Linked DNA regions of Hordeum vulgare: region 1 is linked to region 2. A link is a contact called in public Hi-C data. All regions are on one chromosome and are shown on one strand. The core of a region is the stretch at or near the end of the contact, and the rest is flanking DNA. Distances in the headings are between cores, read along the strand shown. Region 1 holds the start of LOC123413897 (UDP-glycosyltransferase CGT-like). Region 2 holds the start of LOC123413881 (prophage side tail fiber protein homolog StfR-like).

Region 1 (5,812 bases), core at 2,682-5,181, 190 kb before region 2:
TGAAATTGGCTTTGAGGCTACGGGGCTACGTCCAAGGCCAGTTCCGGGCCGGTCCATTCCGTTGAGTTGTTGTATGTTTTCAAAGAAAAAACCCGAGGGAAGGGCTGCGCGCCAATGCCGCATGTGCATGCATGATGCATGGTCAGTACTCAGTACTCGGAGGGGAGAGAGCCAAATTTGGCGCGGAATGCCGGGAGGACCAGTTCTCTCCCGTCCCACACATGGGATCCGAACTCTGCGCCGGTCATCTTCCGCTCCCCGACTCTGCCTTGGTGTCTCGTCCACCCAATCCAAGGAAAAGCGAAGATCGAGCACCGAAATCCACTTGAGACCCAACCCTCGGTGACAGACGAGCTCGTTTGATCCGTTTTGCGAGGTACGTAGATCAGACAGAGATCCCCAAAGGAAGTAGGCACGTCATCGATCGATCGATCCACCCCAAGTGATCATCGATCCAAGATGAACGATGCCGACGTCGGGAAGCAGATCCAGCAGATGGTCCGGTTCATCCAGCAGGAGGCCCAGGAGAAAGCCAGCGAGATCTCCGTCGCCGCGGAGGAGGTAGTATCTATCTACACATCACCGTCGCCGTGTCGATCGATTTCATCCTCAGCAATCATTTCTTCGGCTCGGAAACGTCGAGACGGAAATTACAATCTGTCTGATCCCTGGCTGGCTGGCTGGCTGCAGGATTTCAACATAGAGAAGCTGCAGCTGGTGGAGTCGGAGAAGAGGAAGATCAAGCAGGAGTACGAGCGGAAGCAGAAGCAGGTGGACATCCGCAGGAAGATGTGAGTCGTCGACATGCATGCATGATGCCCATCTCGTTCTCGTCTCCTTCTCTCATGAAGCTAGCTGCGCCGGCTGGCCTGGCCTGACTAGCATGATGCATGCATGCAGCGACTACTCGATGGAGCTGAACGCGGCGCGCATCAAGGTGCTGCAGGCGCAGGACGACATCGTGGGCGAGATGAAGGAGAACGCGTGCAAGGCGCTGCTCCGCGTCACCAAGGACACCAACGTCTACAGGAAGATCCTCAAGAGCCTCATCGTGCAGGTCAGTTAGTTAACTAGTATCGCATATCGCAGTTGCTTCAGGATGACCGATGAAGGGATGGGCGGAGCAGAGCCTGCTCCGGCTGCGGGAGTCGTCGGTGGTGCTGCGGTGCAGGGAGGCGGACCGCGTCCACGTGGAGCCGGTGCTGGAGGCGGCCAAGAAGGAGTACGCCGAGAAGCTCAAGGTGAACCTCCCCAAGATCATCATCGACGGCAAGGTCCACCTCCCGCCGCAGAGGATCAACGACACCGCCCACGGACCCGCCTGGTACACCCGCATGCGCCCGATATATAGCTGCATATATGGATTCCTCCATTGACACTAAAATGTCGATCAACTGCGGTTGAGCCTTCATCTGATTGTTGAGTTTGGGTATAGCTCTGGAGGCGTGGTGCTGGCGTCGCAGGACGGCAAGATCGTCTGCGACAACACGCTGGACACTAGGGTGGATGTTTGCTTCAGGCAAAAGCTTCCTGAGGTCAGTACGCACCCTATATCTATTTTCTTCTTCCATTTACGCATGTGCATGTAGCAGCTGAAATGTTTCTCTTCAATTTATCTTGTGTTGCAGATCAGGAAGAAGCTCTATGGTGATCAGCAAGTGTCGCCATAAGTTCCTTTAATGTTTGTTTTCTTTGAATAAGATGAGAACCAGTTCGTGATGTGTTTTGTTGTACTTGAAAGTTCCTCTATCTAGCATCGGCTCATCGCCAACAATACCTACCTGCAACGAAATAACGTTGCATTTGTAACCAGTATATCACCGGCGGGCGGGCCGGCCGGCTGAGGGTCGCGAGTTAATCAACTACACTGTCGTGCCCCCGCCAGACATATATATGCATCTGTCTGTGTCATCTATTGTAGTGTAGTAGTACTACGTAGTACTAGTAATAAATTGACGGCTCACCAGCAAAGATCAGACATGCAATGCTTTCGTTCATCCAGCCAAAAAAATGAGAGACAGAAAATGCATGTCACTCATGTTTGTTTTCCTGGTTCTCTTTTTTTATGGGAATGACTAGATCTTAGACTTAATCAAGTCTAAGTTAAGTGAGACAACATATAAAATAGAAGAAAGAAAAAATAAAGCAAAAAATGTACACGAATATATTTTCACATAGGATCTCACGAATACAACATTGATTAAGACTTCAGTCGAAGGAGATTTAGCAACCTCCTTTTTATTCTTGATTGATCCACGATTATAGCAGCATGCATAGTGACCGATTCAGTAGGTCGAAAAACGACGACACAAAGAGCAACACCACGTAGTAAGTAGTAAGTACATAACATGAGGTTCATTAACGGCTCTCGGTAACAGAGAGCAGTCAGCTGAGCGTGGCAAGGAACTCCTGCATGCTGCGGTAGCTGGACCCGCCTTCGGCGACGGCCTTGGCCGCCGCCTGGCTGATTTCCTTGGCCTTCGCCGAGATCGCCTCGTCGCCCATCACCTCCTTCACCTTCTCCGCTATCTCCGCGCCGCGGACCAGCGAGTCCTCCCCGCCGTCCCAGCTCCAGTGCTCCACCCACAGACCGAAGCCGCCGCTCCTTATCACCGTGGAGATCAGGCGCTGGTCGCCCAGCGTCGGCCATGCCAGCATCGGCACGCCGTACGCGGCCGACTCCGTCACCGAGTTCCACCCGCAGTGGCTCAGGTACAGACCCACGGCCGGGTGCTTCAGGACCGCCTCCTGGTCCACCCACTCCTTGGTCACCAGGCCGCGCCCATGCACACGCGCCAGGAACCCGTCGCCTAGCACGTCGTTCAGCTCCGCGGTGTCATCGCGGTCCACCACCGTCGTCTTCACCACCCACAGGAACCGGCAGCCGCTCGCCTCCAGCCCGGCGCTGATCTCGCGGATCTGGTCCAGCGCCGCCGCGTTGCGGTTGCCGAAGGCCACGTACACCACCGACCGCGCCGGCTGCTCTCCGAGCCAGGCAATAGGTGCAGAGGCCGCCTCCTCCTTACCTGTGGTCGTCGACTTGAGCGGGCCGACTGCGAACACCGGAGGGAATCCGGGGACGACCTTGCCGTCACGCAGGGCGGTGAGTGCCTCTGGCTCCAAGGCGTGGAACGTGTTGACGAGAATGCCGTCCGCCTCGGTGATCTCGCGGCCGTTGGTGATGAACTGCTTGGTGAAGAGGCTGTCGGGGTTGCGCAGCACCTGCGGGGGGTAATTCACCGGGATGTGTCCAATGGCTGGGACGTGGACGTCACCAGCGAGGTGGTCTGTGTTGGTTTCGTCGAGGTAGGTGGGGAAGTAGGCGAGGAATGACAGCATGGTCGCGCAGGAGATGAAGAGGATGTGGCACGGGAGCTGCAGCTCGTCCTTGGCTATGGGGATGACCTGGGAAGCGAGAGTGACGTCGGTGACGATGGCCGACGCGCGTGGCGTGGCGCCGGCGATGAGCGGCCCGAGGAGATGAGCGGAGCGGCGCAGGGACTCCCATCGCAGGAGGAAGGGATCCGTGCCGGCAAGGGTGGCGTCGTCGAGCGGCAGGAGGTTGAAGTCGATGCGCCGGATGGCGGGGAAGGAGGCGAAGAGGGCGGCCAACTGCTCGGCCTCGGCCTCCGAGACCGTCGGGAGGGCGGTGACGACGGAGATGTCGAAGACGCCCTCGCTGGCGAGGGCGCCGATGAAGCGGGAGAAGGGGAGCAGGTGGCCCATGCCGGCGCTCGGGATGAAGACGAGGTGCGGTGCGCCTCCGCCCTGCTTCGCCACGGGAGCCATTGACGAGTTAGCTTGGTTTGTGAGGAGTGCGAGAGAGCTGGCGAGTGTCTGGTGCTGCATCGGCCAAGGTAATCATTGGCGGATGCAAGGTAGCTCCGCTGCGTGTCCTTGTGGAGTCTCTGGAGCAAGCCTCTGTCCTATAGTACTACGTTTGTTGGAATGTTATTAATTGGTACCCACCGTTTGGTTCTTCCGAAGAAAGCTGATGGCACAGTGATGAACTGGTCATACAACATGAACGTATGTCTGGTGATGTATCTACCAGTATGCATTTGGTATTAGATCTATATGATTTTCTTCACAAATTCGATCAAAGTTTTTTTTTTTTAAGAATGAGAGCAGAGGGAAAGAAGCCCCCTGTCTTATTCTTATAGGAGAATGAGGAGGCTCGAACCTGAGCGGCGAAAGCAACCTTTGTGATATGCATCACTCCACCTAGAAGAGCACCTCAACTTGATCAAAGTTACAAATGTTTGATTTTTATGAAAATCTATATGTACTACGTTATGGAAATCTTAAGAAAATGCATTTATGAAAATGTCAATGATATAGAGATGTGAAACCTTTATGAATGAAGAACCGGAGAAAACTACACCATCGAAAACATCATAAAAGATACACATGAGCTCCGTTTTCGATGAACTTGAGCTTGTCATGAAGATGACCATAAGCTCTACAACTTACAAAGAGAAACACCAAACAAGAACCAAGAAATATGATGCAAGGATGCAAATGGTTTGAGCTCTCAACGAACGATACGATCAAGCTACTCACTTGAGAGCCCCCCTTGACAGTACTGCAAACTATCCTAAAATAGTAAAACCTATCAAGGGCAAACCTATATCTTGCACATAGTCCACTTGAGCTAGATGATGACGATCTTGACTTCCACAAGATGGACCACCTTTCTTGATTGCATTGGCTTGATGAAGACTAGTTAATTATGTCCCCATACTCACTATGAGTGAGCCACTCTTCAGCACATCTTCACAAGTCCATTGCCACCAAATGGACGGTAAGCTTCAAGCACGATATCTTCGTGATGCTCCACTTGAACTTGCACACCGCAATCTTGATGACGATCACCACTTGACGTCATCCTTCATGGGTTGTATGAGATCTTCCTCTTGACGCAAGCCCATGGAAACACACCTAACCCCACATAGAACTCTGACGAAGACCATGGGTTAGTACACAGAAGCGTAATGAACAATAATTACCATACCATGGGATCACTTGACCCCTCTCGGTACACCTTGTACGCTTTGTGTGTTGATCAACTTGATTTACTCTTTGTCTTAGTCTTGATCAACCTTGTGTCTTTATGACCAATCTTTGGATAAAACCTTGAATGCCACCTTGGTCATCATATGAACTCCTTGAAACCAACACATGGACTTCAAGAAATGCCTATGGACAAAACCTACAAATATAACTTAAGGCAACCATTAGTCCATAGGGATTGTCATAAATTACCAAAACCACATACGGAGAAATATGCTCTAACAAACATGTTGGAGATGATGGTGGAGCAGTGCCAGCAGGGCTTCGCCAAGCGCTGCCGGAACCGATCTGAGAAGAAAAAGAAGTTATGGGAGAGGTAGGGCTGCCACCAGGGCGTGGGAATTGGTGTGTTCAGCCCCTCCCTATCCCCCACTATATATAGGAGGCAAGGGGGAGGGTTGGGTCGTGGTCCTAGCCGCTCCTCCAAGGACAGGGCATGGGCCTATGGAGGTTTCCTCCCTCCCCAAGGCACCTAGGAGGTGCCTTCCCCTTTAGGGACTCTTCCCTCCCAACTGCATGGGCCCTTGGGGGCTGGCCCAACAAAGCTTGGACGCCCCTTACATCCCATGCACGTCCTAGGTACTGGAGGGATCCTTCCGGAACCCTCTGGAACCTTCCAGAAGCTTCCCGGTACAATATCGATAAAACCCAAAACTTTTCCAGTAGCCAAAATATGACTTCTCATATATAAATCTTTACGACCTGACCATTCCGAAGCTCCTCGTGATGTCTTGGATCT
Region 2 (5,962 bases), core at 1,606-4,105:
AATAACCATCAGCGGGGTCTGGATACCCATGGTGGCTCCCACTCGCTCCACGATGGTCTCATCGGATGAACCACGATGTCAAGGATTCAATCAATCCCGTATACGATTCCCTTTGTCTGTCGGTATAGAACTTGCCCGAGATTCGATCGTCGATATACCAATACCTTGTTCAATCTCGTTACCGGTAAGTCTCTTTACTCGTTCCGTAGCACGTCATCGTGTGACTAACTCCTTAGTCACATTGAGCTCATGATGATGTTCTACCGAGTGGGCCCAGAGATACCTCACCGTCACACGGAGTGACAAATCCTGATCTTGATTCGTACCAACCCAACAGACACTTTCAGAGATACCCGTAGTGCACCTTTATAGTCACCCAGTTACGTTGTGACGTTTGATACACCCAAAGCACTCTTACGGTATCCGGGAGTTGCACAATTTTACGGTGGAAGGAAAAGACACTTGACATTAGAAAAGCTTTAGCATACGAACAATACGATCTAGTGCTATGCTTAGGATTGGGTCTTGTCCATCACATCATTATCTCAATGATGTGATCTCGTTATCAATGACATCCAATGCCCATGATCAAAAAACCATGATCATCTATTGACTAACGAGCTAGCCAACTAGAGGCTTGCTAGGGACACATTGTGATCTATTTATTCACACATGTATTACTGTTTTCTGTTAATACAATTATAGCATGAACAATAGACGATTATCATGAACAAGGAAATATGATAATAACCATCTTATTATTGCCTCTAGGGCATATTTTCAACATAAAGGTGTCGCCTCCTCCTCCGAGATGACAAGTTTTCCTAGTGCCTCCTGCATCTGCGCTCGAGCCTAGCACGGGGAGAGGGCACCACTCCGTTGTTGTTCCCTACCTGTGGACGCAGAAGCCACCCCCGGTCACTTCCTCAGCCAAGCGCCCCGTCGATGAGATCGACGGCCGTCGTCAGGTCCACCTAACCAATCGCCGGAGAGGTTTTAGGGTTCAGAGGAAAAACTCCGTCTCATCCACGGTAGGTGGCTATCTCTGTGGAAGACCAGTTTGACCGGGAAGAAACCAACGTCATACACAGCATATAGACCACGTTCAACGTACCGTTCTGAAAACTGTTCAACGATTATTGTGGACGTAACATCTCGCATGTATGGTTGACAGGTTGAGGACTACACGACTGTACACAGATAATGACAGCTTTGAAGAGCATCGTCCACACCGCATCCCTATCGCAATTACTCCTACGTTAGGCTAATAATACTAGAAATGATCAATTACTTCTCCAGAAAAATACACATCCACCGGTCCATGCATGCATGCATCCAAAAATCCACACATCTCAATCGTCGCATACACCAAAACCGAGCACACCTACCGGCGGCGCGTCATGTCTGGGCCGCTCACCTCGCCATCGGCGCCGGCTCTACCTCCGGCCGGTAGACGCGCGTCCGAGCCGGGGCCGACAGCGTCGGCTGCCCTCTTGGACATACAGCCCATCAGCAAGCGGCTGCCGTTGCTTCGCCTCCTCCGGTTGATCTTTCCTCCTGCCGCCATTTGCCGCGCCGTCTCTCCGTCGCCGTCGTCGAAGTAGTAGTAGCATCCCGAGGCCGCGCTGGAGAAGTTACCGGACGCGGCGCCTTCCGCGGTGACCACGCTCCACACCACGCTCGCCTCGCTTGGCGGGCACATGCTCTCGAGATCGCCAGAGTCGCGCCTCCTGTTTGGTGAATCCGGGCTTCCTCTAGCACCGCCGCCTGCACTTGCAGCACCACCCTGCGCCGTGCTTCCCGCCACGATTGTAATGGCAGAGCCTTGGCCTGCCTGGTGAAACTGAAACATGTCCAAAGATTCCCGCCGGAGCCGGTCGTTGTACGACGCGTTGGCTGCGGGATTCCCGCCGTAGCCAGTCATGGAGTTCGCAGCTCGACTGTGCGTAGCTTCCGCGACCGGCACGGTAAGTGGTTCGTCGCCGTCGTCGACCCACTTGCCAGACATCACCCTCGTCGCGGTGACGCCCTCCAGGGCGGTCTGCTTGCTCGTCATTCTTGGCAGCGCCGCATCCGCTTCGGTGCTGCGTTTCTGGACACCATGAGCGGAGCCGGTGCCGGCCTCCAGTTCATGGCGACTCAGGTCGTCGGTGCTCACCGACTCCTCGCCGTCGCCCCAGGCGCAGGCACGCCCTGCCATGCCGAGAAGCCAACGCCGCAGGTGAGACGACGACGGGCGTGCCTTTCTTCCGGTCTGATCACTCTCTGTCCTGGCTTCCGGCTTGCTCTCAACCGGCGAGGGGGCTGCGACCGCCGGACGGTTAGGCAGAAGCGCACAGCGGCTGTTCCAGCTGGCCTCCGACGAGCTGGTGGCAGCCGTCGGCGTCGGGGCAGATCCGTCGTGCTGCCATGTCTTGAACACGGACGAGAACGACGACGACGAGCGGTCGCACCACAAAGCCTCCTCGGCGGCGAGGGCGCCGTTGAAGTAGCGCTCGGCGGTGAAGACACCGAGCTCCTCCTCGCCTAGCTCGGATTCATCGTCGACGTGCCAGCTACAAATCCGCGACGCCGGCGGCGGTGCTGCTCCGCGCCCGTCCATGTTCTGCTCGGCGCAGCTTCTGACGCGCGGAAATTTTCCTGTCACAAGTGTGTGTGTGGTGACTGGTGAGTGGAGCGAGCTTAACCACGGAGACATAGGATGTGCGCGCATCTCCAACATTCGCGCAACGCCCGACCCACTAAAAATCAGTTTGCGGCGCTCGTCCGTTTTGACGTGACGGTTAAAACTGGCTTCAACGGTCGCTCTAAAATGTAGAGCGCGTATGTAGCTTCCGCGTTAAAATGCAAGGTCACTATCGATCAAATAACATATGCGTTTAAAACACAAGAAAAAAAATCAAACACGAATAAAATAATCTAATAAAAATAGTTTAATTTCATTATTACAACTCAAACAAATAGTTTATCTTTCAATACAACAAATAGTTTAACAATACAACATCAAACGCACAAATCGTGATGCTCTTTGTCGGTCATTCCATGTCCACCACTCCTTGATGAAATCCTTGTGAAGATCATTATGCGTTTCGGGACGCCGAATGGCATGATAAGAGGCAACAAAACGGGCCACCCTTTCAGTCCTCCATCGCACTCGCACGGGATGTCACAAGAGCTCATAGTGAGAGTAGTCTAAATCTTGGCCGCGCTTATTCTCGATGATCATGTTGTGCATGATCACACAAGCGTGTAAGATGTACCAACGTATCTTTTGATCCCAAAATCTAGCCGGTCCTCTCACAATAGCAAATTGGGCTTCCAAAATCCTAAAAGCTCTCTCCACATCTTTTCTAGCCGCCTCCTGAGCATTGTGGAAATCAAGATTTTTTTTACCTTCCTGTTTTTTCAACGGCTTCACAAATGTTTGCCACTTTGAACGGAGAGCGACAGTGGGCGGCCGAGCGGCGGTGACTAGAGAGAGACGGAGGAAGCGGCGGCGGCGCGGGGGATAGGCCGGGAAAGCGCCAGAATAGTCGCCGGAAGAAATGGGGTGGCGCAAGCGTCGGCGGCACCGCGGCTGGATGGGGTAGGTGGAGTTGCGAGCGGGTGCTCGAGTGTGCAACGCGAGGGAGCAGGCGCAGCAAATAAACGACGTGTAATGGCGTTTTCGCCCGCGCGTTGAACTGGTTATGTCGCGCGCGCGATTTTTACGCCTCCACTTTGCGCAGCCGGAGCGGTAGCGCGAGTGAAAAGGATTATTTTTTTTAACGCGACTGTTGGAGATGCTCTAAAGGGCATCTCTATCGGGCTACACCAAACCAGCTCTAACAGCGTCTTCAACAGTCGCGTAACCGGTGCGAGCTAAAAACATTTTGAAGCTTCGAAATAACGATTTTTAACGCGCCGGTGAGCGCTGGCTCCAGCGACCGTCGTAAAAAATTGCACGCGCGAGCCGTTCCAGCATGCCCAACACAAACAACATATGACACTCCAAATAAAACCAAAAAAATCAAACACATAAAATAATAGTTCCACACTACAATATCAAACATACAAATCATCATTCATTTTCTCGTCATTTCATGTTCACCACTCCTAGATTAGATCCTTCTGAAGATTATTATGCGTTTGGGGACGTCGAATGACATGATAAAAAGCAACAGATCGGGCCACCTTCGTAGCACTGCGACGCACTCGCACGGGATGTCCCAAGAGCTCATACTGAGAGTAGCCTAAATTTCAGCCACGATCATTCTCGATGATCATGTTATGCATGATCACACAAGCGTGCATGATGTATCAAAGGATCTTTTGATATCAAAATCTAGCCGGTCCTCTCACAATAGCAAATTGAGCTTGCAAAATCCCAAAATCTCTCTCCACATTTTTCAGAGCCGTCGTTGAGCATTGTGAAAATCTAGATTTTTCTTACCTTTCAATTTATTCAACGGCTTCACAAATGCTTGCCACTTTGGGTAGATGACATCCGCAAGATATTAGCCATAGTTGTATGCATGGCCATTCGCTACAAACTCTATCGATGGCAGTTCATCATTTGTAATCTTATTTATGAATGATGATCGATTAACAACGTTGATGTCATTCAAAGATCTAGACATATAAAAAAAGCATGCTAAATCCAAGTCTCTTGATCGGCCACCGCTTCAAGGATTATAGTGGAACCCTTTTTCTCGCCGTGGAATTGCCCATAACATGGCTTAGGATAGTTCTTCCAACTTCAATGCATGCAATCTATTAAGCCAAGCATACCTGGGAACCCGCAAGCTTTGTTCATCTTCAATAGCCTTGCGACGTCTTCAACATTGGGAGATCTCAAATACTCTAGGCCAAACATTTGTACAATTTCGATTTGCGAAGCGCTTGACACACATGATGGTCTGACTCTCATCCATAGTCAAATGGTCATCAACTAGATCACCCGGAATACTGTATGCCAACATACGCAAAGCGGTTGTCACCTTTTGAAAGGTGTTATGCCCGAGTTCTCCGGCGGCATTCCTCCTTTGCTGAAAAAACTGGTCATGACTCGCTAGTTTCTCTGCAATGCACCTGAACAACTCAATGCTCATCCTAAAACGACACTTGAAGTACGTCTCGGGGTATGTGGGATTCTCCACAAAATAGTGACTCATCAATCTGTTGTGGGCATCAATTTTATCCCTCCAAATTTTCTACCGACCCATAACCGAACCACCGTGCTTCGGCTTTTTACTGATGTACATAGCTAGGATCATTGCAAGGTCCTCCTGCTCTTCAATTTCAAATTCTTCTTCGGAAGAATTACATGACGAACTCATCTACAATACTGAATTTAAACTAGTGTAAAAAACTATAAAAAACATGCACCAAATTCATGTAAAGAAGGTGAAGTTGAAGCAATACATACCTTGCAAGCATTTTGTCGAACACCTTGTGGACGCCGAGCGGTAGTGGGCGGTCGGGCGTTGTTCGTCGGAGAAATGACGTGCACGATGGAAGCAGTGGCGGGTCGGGGATAGGCCGTGGAAGTGTTGTCGGGTCGCCGGAGCAAATGGGGTGGCGCGAGCGCGTGGATCTAGTGGTGGGTGGAAGCTGTGTGAGAGTCATCGCTGTCCAGCGCGCGGGAGAGGGCTCGAAACAAGTGACGCGCGATGTCGTTTCGTCCCCTACGCTAAACCATTTATGCCATGCATGCGTTTTTTACGCCTCCGCTCAAGCGCCTCGAGCGGCTGCGCGCGCGCAAAAGAGTGTATTTTTTCAGGACGACGCTTATATAGCGCACCTGTTGGAGATGCTCTAACTGTTGGGACCGTGATATCTTGTCAGAACGTCTTGTGCATTTGGCGCCTTCTCATAAGGGTTCGTAGAGGCACCCGCACATCCAAATTCCTGCAATCTGGCGCCGCCAAATCGAGGAGCTACATGGGCATCCGAACCTCTGTCATATAAGACTTCGACTCCC

What was found. Hi-C and Micro-C count contacts between places; a contact is called where the count stands out from the background.
Region 1: a contact with region 2 is called in a Hi-C map of leaf, with 4 times the contacts expected there. The contact joins the promoter of LOC123413897 here to the promoter of LOC123413881 in region 2. A contact is called at or near these places in 3 of 6 Hi-C or Micro-C datasets (leaf, seedling and an unstated tissue).

What each region holds. Positions count from the first base shown.
Region 1 is chr1H:452,590,543-452,596,354 of MorexV3_pseudomolecules_assembly, reverse strand. LOC123413897 (UDP-glycosyltransferase CGT-like) reads right to left here and starts at 3,931. Exons shown (of 1, transcript XM_045106624.1): 1 at 2,142-3,931. The coding sequence starts at 3,849. The coding sequence ends at 2,386. LOC123413913 (V-type proton ATPase subunit E) reads left to right here and starts at 248. Exons shown (of 6, transcript XM_045106626.1): 1 at 248-561; 2 at 691-791; 3 at 901-1,057; 4 at 1,128-1,324; 5 at 1,436-1,535; 6 at 1,629-1,719. The coding sequence starts at 460. The coding sequence ends at 1,670.
Region 2 is chr1H:452,401,485-452,407,446 of MorexV3_pseudomolecules_assembly, reverse strand. It overlaps LOC123413881 (prophage side tail fiber protein homolog StfR-like), which reads right to left and starts at 2,855. Exons shown (of 1, transcript XM_045106623.1): 1 at 1,272-2,855. The coding sequence starts at 2,722. The coding sequence ends at 1,385.